2 separate regions of the Mus musculus genome follow, and region 2 is linked to region 1. Evidence: chromatin contacts called from public ChIA-PET data. All regions are on one chromosome and are shown on one strand. The core of a region is the stretch at or near the end of the contact, and the rest is flanking DNA. Distances in the headings are between cores, read along the strand shown.

Region 1 (4,587 bases), core at 1,869-4,368:
TGCCACTCTGCCTGGTGACTTTCGTTGCTGCTGTTGTTGTTGGAATAGTTGCATGTATAGGTGAGGGGGTATGTGTGTACACGCATGAGCATACACATACGCATGTGTTAAGATGGCACTCAATTCTAAGATGCATTTATTTATGTATTTTATGTATGTTAGTCTCTATTTGCATGTATGCCTACTTGGCAAAAGAGGGCATCAGATCCCATTGCAGATGATCATGAGCCACCTTGTATTGTTGGGAACTGAACTCAGGACTTCTGCAAGAGCAGCCAGTGCTCTTAACTGCTGAGGTCCAGGACTCAGTTCTAAACCTAAAACTCAGGAAGGCATTCAGAAAGTTTCCAATTCTGAATCTTTACGGGTTTGGATGCTGGGACTCTGTATGTACCTTTCTTCCAAAGAGCTGAGTGACTGCCAAGGGAAAGCTCTGGGCAAAGCAGGCTGGGGCCCCAGGGAATGCCAGCACGAATGACTGTGACAGCATGAATGACTGTGAGCCAGGCCGTTCTCACTGTCCAGCTGTGCTCACATCCTTCTGGCACTCTCTCAGCACTCGTCAGAGATACTTCTAGTGGTTCCTCTGCAGTAGCCATGGCTATGTGGCCAGAGCCAGCTACAATCCATCCATCTCACTGTTCATCACTCGGTCCTACCTGGGGTCTTCAATCTTACGCTGTCCCCTAACTATATTCTAGCTTGCTGAGAGGCAGAGACCACGCCACTGAGACCTGCCTTTTGCCTTTTGCAGATGTGTGCACAGCACACTAAGACCAGCACACAGGGTCCAGGACAGCCCAGGAATTCTGAGAAGCGGCCATTTGGGAAAATGGAATTAGAAAATACTATGTGTAACTACAAAGAGTTATCTGATGCATAGCTTTAGTTTATGCTGAGTATTATGACGTGTGTGTTGTTAGGGTTGAGCCCAGGGCCATGCACTATGTTCGCTTCCAGCCCGCGTCAGGTCGGAAGGCACTTGCTGTCTCATTCTCCCTCAGGAGATGAGTCGGTCAGAATTTTAATTAGATCAAACTCTCAGTTATTTTATCCCTCCTCCTCCTTTTGTTCCTCCTCCTCTTATTCCTCCTCTTCTTCCTCTTCCTCCTCCTCCTTTTGTTGTTCCTCCTCTTCCTCCTCCTCTTCTTCCTCTTCCTCCTCCTCCTTTTGTTCCTCCTCCTCTTCCTCCTCCTCCCCATCTCTTCCTCCTTCTGGGCGTCTGCTTACAAGGACACATGAGCAGGTGCAAGAAGCATGCATGGTGACACATGTGCTACCCACAAGAACCCATGAGCCCTGTGGGATGTGTACAGCCATCTGCTCACAGCACCTACTTAGAGTCTGCCCTGGTGTGTGACTTAGACATCCACAAAAACACCTTCTAACACCCAGACTGAAGAAGCACATGGAAGCTGTACACATGTTGTCAAGATGAAGTAACTTCACAGAAATAAATATACAGATGTGAGAGGATAAAGCTAAGAAATACGAGGGAATCATTAGAAATCAAGCTGGCAAGAGTGGGTGTTGACATAAAATGAGTTTTCACCCAGGACACGGGGTAGGTAGCGTGATCCTTCTATAACAGAGGCCCCCAGAGGGTGACCTCAGACTAGCTTACCTGTTAGCACTGTCGCTCGCCAGCTGGATCCCACAATCTATCTGCAGCACTGTTTTATAGTCCACATATGCGTTCCTGTATTGCTCTAAGGTCTCATAGGCCATTGCTCGCCGCAGAAGAGGCTTCACTGAGAACGGATGAAGTTCCAGAGCCCTAAGAGGACAAGACAGTACGCGTCATTTACCTGAGAAGGATCCGTTAATTTGTATTTAGCAATGCAGACTGCAGTGCTGGACCCCTATGCATCACACCTGATATTTCACCCTGGGGTCCTGGCAATCTATCAGAAAGACAAACCCAAAGTTAAACAGCTATCATATTGTCCTTGAACCCACCGACTAGAAAGCATTCTACTGTCTTCGGGCCACAATGAGGTGTGAGTTTAGAAATAAAAGTCTCACAGCTAAGGAAATGGACCTGAGGCTCCCTGCACCACATAAAAGCAAGCACACATATCTGCCTGCTATGCCGAGCTTAAGAGGTGGAGACAGATTTGCTGGGGCTCACTGGCCAGTCTGAGGGGGTCCTTAAGCTGGCAGTTCCGAGGTCAGTGAATGTCTTAGTCTTAAACAATAAAATGGGGAGTGGCTGTGGAAGATGCTGAGCGCTGGCCTACACACACAGACACACACACATAACACACACAGAGACACAGACACACACGCAACACACACATACACAACACACGCACAGAGACACAGACACACACATAACACACACACATTCTTTTTTTTTTTAAAGATTTATTTATTGTTATATGTAAGTACACTGTAGCTGTCTTTAGACACACCAAAAGAGGGCATCAGATCTCATTGTGGGTGGTTGTGAGCCATCACGTGGTTGCTGGGATTTGAACTCAGGACCTTTGGAAGAGCAGTCAGTGCTCTTATCCACTGAGCCATCTCTCCAGCCCACACACATACACACACATTCTTAATCGTATCCATATATTTAACAAGGTGCCTTACTACTAAACCACAAGAACTTGCATGGTTTTTTTTATCAACTTTCTAACACTATCTATGGTTCATTTCTATTGATTATAAAAAGGGTATCAGCAACAAACCAGAAGAGAACCTGGGACTAAGCATACAACTGTTTATGAGTCATGAGTTTTCATCTTGCACTTTCAGTATCACTACATATAAATTTTATCTGCGAGGCCAGAGAGTGTGGAGGTGTTCCCCGCCACACCTGCATCACCTCCATCCCAGGCTGCTTTCATTGCTCAAGATACCACAGGGCCAATCAAGATGGCCCAAGCTTGGAATCTAAATTGACAAAATGGGACACAAAACTCTTAGTACTTCCTAACATAGGAAATGAAGGGTTAGGGTTTTCATTCTTTGACTACATCTTGAAAATGAGTGTGAGCCTGCGAATGGAAATGCCATTGAAGAAAACAGTCTCCAACCACAACCACAGACAGGTGTTGGGCATCAAAGAGCTCACCAGGAAGCCGGCTGTGACCCTCAGGCGTTTCCTGTGGGCAAGTCTGTCAGAAGTTGGCAAAAACACACAGAGGCGGAGAATGACTAGGCAACTTTAGCCTCTCTAGATACTCTAAATAGGAAGCTGTCCGTACGTGTGTGTGTGTGTGTGTGTGTGTGTGTGTGTGTGTCCGTACGTGTGTGTGTCCGTACGCGTGTGTGTGTCCGTACGTGTGTGTGTGTGTGTGTGTGTGTGTGTGTGTGTGTGTGTGTCCGTACGTGTGTGTCCGTACGTGTGTGTGTGTGTGTCCGTACGTGTGTGTCCGTACGTGTGTGTGTGTGTGTGTGTGTCCGTACGTGTGTGTGTGTGTGTGTGTCCGTACGTGTGTGTGTGTGTGTGTGTGTGTCCGTACGTGTGTGTGTCCGTACGTGTGTGTCCGTACGTGTGTGTGTGTGTGTGTCCGTACGTGTGTGTGCGTGCACTTGTGAGCGCCCATGTTTCCAACAACTTCAAGAGTTCTTCTGACAACAGAAGTATGATGTGGTTTGGGGTGTTTCTTGTTGTTATTTGTTTGTTTTCTTTTGGCTGATAAACAATTATGCAAAAATCTCCACTTTTTAAAACATTGTTTCTCCCAGTTTTGCTTAGGCATGATAGCTTCTTTATCTCACATGGAGCCTGCAAACTAAAATGTGGAGAAGCTGAGGAACGAGGGGCCCAGAGCCTCATGCATACCCCCAAACTTCCCAAGAGTGATTGCGCAAACAACCTCTGGAAAACACTGCCTCTCCAGAGATACAAAAAAGTTTATCTTCAGACTGGAGAGTCAGTCAGCGGCTAAACCCACTGCTGTTCTTGTAGAGGACCAGAGTTCTTAGCACCCACATAGGAAGGCTTCACAACCGCCTGTTACCCCAGCTCCAGGGGGTCTGATACCTTCTTCTGGCCTCCTTAGGTACTAGACATCCATACACAGACACACACATACACAAACACATTGTTTTCAGATCTTGGACTGGAGAGATGGCTTAGCTGTTAGGACCTGGGCCTGATTCCAGCACCCACGGAAGGCAACTCACAACCACCCATAACCCCAGATCTTCAGGCATTCACATGTGCTACACATGCACACACATGTGACACACACATGCATACTCATGCACAAACATGTGGCACACACATACACACACATGGTTTAAGTTCCTTAAAAAATTAAATACTATAAACAATATCTTCACAGGTAAAAAGGTTTCCCTAGTTTAAAATGTCTGGTTTGGTTTTTCTGAGTCAGAATTTAATGGAGCCCATGCTGGCCTCAAACTCTGAAGCTTAGGATAACCTTCAGCTCCTAATCCCACTGCCTCCATCTCCAAATTGCTGGGATTACAAGTGTGAGACATGACTCCTGGCTTCCCTTCCAAAGTTTGATTTATAATCCCAATTATCTGTTAAAAAGAGCTATGGAACTCCTCAGAATGCAAAGATTATTTCTGAAAACTAAATAAGAAGGCTCTTTGAAAATGCATGCAGTC
Region 2 (4,535 bases), core at 1,555-4,054, 120 kb before region 1:
GGGCCACTACTCTAGAACAGAAGCTCTGAGGAGAGGGGAGCTTGTTCTTCAGTAGCTCCACGTTAGTGAGCTGCAAGCCATCAGCACACAATCAGTACCACCGACTAGATGGACAGAAGCATGAACGAGAGAATGACTTCCGGATAGAGGCAGCTGTGGAGTCGGTTACCTTACATAATATTCTACATTATATTAACCATTATAATCCATTATAAAGATGGATCAATGGTTAGGAGTCCTTGCAGAGGACCCATATTTAGTTTCTACGATCCACATGGTGGCTTACAATCATTTATAACTCTAGTTCCAGGGAATCAAACATCTTCATTACTCCAAGGTACCATGTACTCCTGTTGTGCACACACATATGTGCAGGCAAAACACTTGTACACACACCCAAAAAAATTAAATTAAAAATATTTAGGTAGACATAGTGCCACATGTCTTTAATTCCAGCACACAGGAAGCATAGGCAGGCAGATCTCTACAGAGTGAGACCAGGCAGGTCAGGGCTATAGAGGGAGACCTTGTCTCAAAACACAACAAACGAAAGATAAATAAATTAAGTAAATAAATAAAGCCTAAAAAGCAGTTGATATAAGTGAGATACCCCAGTACAGCGAAGAGACAATGGTTTGCTTGCACTTCTAACCCCTGTCCCCCTTTTTAAAGATTTATTTATGCACAGGATTGCTCTGTTTTCATGTATACCAGAGAAGGGAATCGGATTCCATTACGATGGCTGTGAGCCACTGTGTGGGTGCTGGAAATTGAACTCAGGACCTCAGAAATAGTAGCCAGTGTTCTTAACTGCTGAGCCATCTCTCTAACCCCTCCTCCAAACCCTTATTGGTTGTCCACCCTTACTTTATCCATGTGGTAGTAGTGAGCATATGTTTATCCTTATCAGTAAGACTGCAGTTGTGGTACTCTCTGGTGTTCTTAACATTCCAGCTGGAAACTGGCTTCTGTTTAAATACAAAGCTCTGTCATATCACTTAGGTGAATGGACCAACCACAGAGATAGAAACAGAAGACAGAGGCCAGAAAGGGAGAGGGAAGGTACAGAATACCCTTCATATTTGCCTCCCACAAGCCAGAAATCAATGACAGCAGCTCCGGGGATGAGAGTTTGAGGCCAGAACGAGGAGTTGTTTTAAGGAAGAACTGGAGGTATAGCTTAGTGGTAGGGTCCTGCCTACAACACAGAAAGCCCCACATTCTGTCCCCAGGACCCCAAACAAACAACCTAACAAATGAAAGGAGCACACACAGGACACGTTAGCCACCGGTGGAGCACAGTAACTGTTGTCTCAGCAGAGGCTTAGGAAGGTGCTTCAGGCTGTGGTGGGCAGGGTACCCCATGGAGGGAGACCACTGGGACGTCTCTAATGTAGAGGAGCCAGGGACCTTAGCTGCTTCATCAAAAAAAAAACAAGAATAATAAAGGCTGGAAATTGCTCTCTGGGCTGGGGATCTCTGTATTGAACAACATATGGTAATGGAATTTATTCTCCATTTAAGAGAAGCTCAGAGGAAGGGTTACCAAGGTAGGGTCATGAAGACCTGGGCACACCAACCCTCTTAGCAGCATGGGTAGCCTTGGCTACTTGATGCGAAGCACTTGTCTGTAAGGTGATTTTGCTTCAAGGGTAATTAGCTTAGAAACAAGATTCTAGGATGGAAAACTCGATTTGAAAATTCTTTTTTACGAAGGTCCAGAGAATAATTAGCTGCCACTATGATTACAGACTCTTATCCTTCCTCTTTAGATTTGATGATGGAATTCCTTACTGGTCTTCCTTTCCCAGTCAGTGACAGCATCCATGGCTGGGAATATAGATACAAGGTGCTTCATTTCCCAGGTGCCCTTGCCGGATGTGGCCATTTTGTTAAGCTCTGAGATGAGTATGCTGTGAACCCTGGTTCAATTCTCTGCCCTCTCATTTCTTTCTTGCTCCCCCATCTTGCTTTCTGGTACAGACATTGACTGCCCAGGCAGAGCCCAGAGCTCTTGGGCCTTGAGGATTCTGTAGAACAAGTAGCTGGCTCCAGACTTCCTAACTGAACCTTCACAGGAGACAGAAATAATTCTGTTTGCTTAAGTCTGGAAGCTTTCTCCTACTTGATGTAAAAACCAATCCACAGCAGTAGAACACACTTCTGTTCCATTTGCTTTCATATGCCCAGTTACGATACTGCCTAAGTTCTCTCTCATCCATCTTCTCCACCCTGCACGCCGTGAGAGTCCTTCTCCTCTTCTGCAAGCCAAAGCAAACCTCTGTACCCTGGTGCTGCTTTGAGTCTGCTCTAGCAGAGCTCTTGTATTAAGATAATTCACACTGTAAGGTATAAAAAAGGCACAGACGTGAGCTGGAGGGATGACTTAGCTCTGATAACCGGATCATGATCTCCAGGACCACAGGTGAAAAGAAGGAACTGACTCCTGCCAGCTGTCCTTTGACCTCCACACACACGTCATGCCACATGCTCCAAAATATATAAGTGCAGACTGGGGACTCCATGATAGAACATCTTTTAAAAAGGAGACCAAAAGAGCCGTGCATATGTTTCCTACCGCTTAGTGTGTAGAGTTCTTCGCCAGCTGAGGACTATGCTAACTAGAAGGCTAAAAGCTAGGTATGGTGCACCCCCTCCAATCCAGCACTCAGGAGACTGAAGGAAGAGACTCATGCTATTCTGGACTATAGTGAATTCAAGGCACAGGAAAGCTTCATGAGAGCCAGTTTCATGGGGGGCGGGGAGGAGAGGGAGGGGGCGAGGGAGAGGAAGTGGGGGGGGTGGAGAATGCCACAACAGATGCTGGTTTTCATCTGCCAAAGCAAACCTACTTTCCTCATGAAGTTACCTAGTCTCAGATGTCTCAGTCCAGTGATGAAAACAGATTAAATCCTCTAGTGTGGAGAATCTGAGATTTCCCTCCACTCTCCTGTCTCAGCTCTCTCACCAAGCCCTCCATGCTTGTCTTAGATGGACTCTCCTCTTGAAATGCTGCTAATCCCTACACCTGACTGTCAGCTCTCCATGTCTTTCTAGATCCACATCAAACATTCCTTTTTCTAGTTAAGATGGGCTGTAACCCCATGTCCAGCCATGTCCGTAGACTCTGTCTCTCAGGGGGAGTTCGACCTGTTGGGGTCTCTCCACTCACTACTCTGCCTCCATCTACTCCTGTCACACAGGAAGTTTTGGGTTACTTTGCCTTTATCTCGTCTCCCTTGATACCAGGACTATGAGTGCATTTTGTTTCCTCTCTCTTCCTCATCCCACATCTGACCTCTTATCCTTCTTAGCTCCATGTCACACTCACAGAATCATTCCAAGCTCCTCTTGAGTAATACATGAAGCTCAGGTGCCTCTTTCTCACACTGTTAACATTGTCTTTTACTAAATCTGTTTTTCCTTTTCACCCATAAGGCCTATGACTGTTCAAAGTGAAACTAATATAGATTCAGATCTGCTTATTCTCTGCTCTTATTTGTTTGTTGTCTGTTTGTTTATCTTGATGTTGAAAGTTAAATCCAGGGCACTGTACAATTTAGAGTAGCTCTATCACCGTTCCCACATTGGGTCATCTCATTTTCTGTCTGACTTTTTGTTTGGGATTAGTTGATTGTTTGTTTGTTTGTTTTGCTTTGAGACAGGGTCTTAGGAAGCAAACGCTGGCCTTGAACTGTTAATCCTTCTGCCTCCACCTCCCTCCCATGTGTTGGGATTACAGCATGTGCCACCATGTCCCTGTCTGGCTCCTTTTCCAATTTTAAACTTTTAAATTATCCCCAGGAAACATGGACTTGGGAAGTGGTACCCTGACAACATTTCCTGCAGATCTTCCCACGATCTCTACCCACTGGGAGGATTTATGTTCTAAAGACCAAATTGTCTCCTGATAACAGCTCTTCCCACCTCCTCCCTCTAGCATCCCTTCTTGATGGTGCCTGGGCTAGTTCAGTCTTATCCAGTGGTGAACATCCCAGATGCATAGATGCCAATTACTTAAAGGTGGGTTCATAACTGACAGGGATTTTCCTTAGATTGCATTCTTCCATCCTCAGCCAGCTGAGAGTCCTTTGCTTTATGTTTTTTGTCACTGGGGAGTGAAGTTCTCTTGTCTGGGTCTGTAGCTTGGCTGGCAGTTAGGCCAGACTACATTTGACTTTGAGATCAAAGTAGCAATCCTCCCCTAGTGTTATAAACAAGTCTACTTGTGTTAGTTTCCCACCATTTGTGTGAGGTACACTAATCACATTTCTGGTATTGTGATGAATGTCTGTGACAGATCAACTTATGAAGAGTAGCCATTTATTTGGGTACACAGTTTGGAAGGCTTCTGCCAATTGATTCCAGTCGTTTGTAAACTACACTAGACTCTGAGAGAGAGAGAGAGAGAGAGAGAGAGAGAGAGAGAGAGAGAGAGAGAGAGAGAGAGAGAGAGAGGAGATTCTTGTGCTGTTTTGAAAAAAGTGAAATTAGGATCTGGGGCATGTGAACCATGAAGTAATAAGTATGCCCTA

The links. ChIA-PET counts read pairs in DNA pulled down with a chosen protein or histone mark.
Region 2: a contact with region 1 is called in an RNA polymerase II ChIA-PET map of effector CD8 T cells, with 12 read pairs. The contact joins two enhancer-like sites. A contact is called at or near these places in 1 of 39 promoter capture datasets (hippocampal neurons), 3 of 115 datasets of contacts at active chromatin or transcription factors (effector CD8 T cells, memory CD8 T cells and pancreatic cancer cells) and 2 of 9 other capture datasets (adipose tissue and liver).

Annotation. Positions count from the first base shown.
Region 1 is chr15:36,213,357-36,217,943 of GRCm38.p6, reverse strand. Spag1 (sperm associated antigen 1) reads right to left here. Exons shown (of 20, transcript NM_001359982.1): 14 at 1,625-1,777. Among named protein-coding and RNA genes, the nearest start is that of Gm41293, 4.5 kb to the right of the region's middle. Within about 2 kb of position 3,118, at least 84 of the 459 cell types and tissues checked have an H3K27ac peak or open chromatin away from gene starts, as enhancers often do. A contact at or near this core is called in effector CD8 T cells and memory CD8 T cells, where this site is marked.
Region 2 is chr15:36,335,335-36,339,869 of GRCm38.p6, reverse strand. The region is part of intron 4 of Gm38600 (a long non-coding RNA gene); the gene reads right to left. Among named protein-coding and RNA genes, the nearest start is that of Gm33826, 6.7 kb to the right of the region's middle. Within about 2 kb of position 2,804, at least 22 of the 459 cell types and tissues checked have an H3K27ac peak or open chromatin away from gene starts, as enhancers often do. A contact at or near this core is called in effector CD8 T cells and memory CD8 T cells, where this site is marked.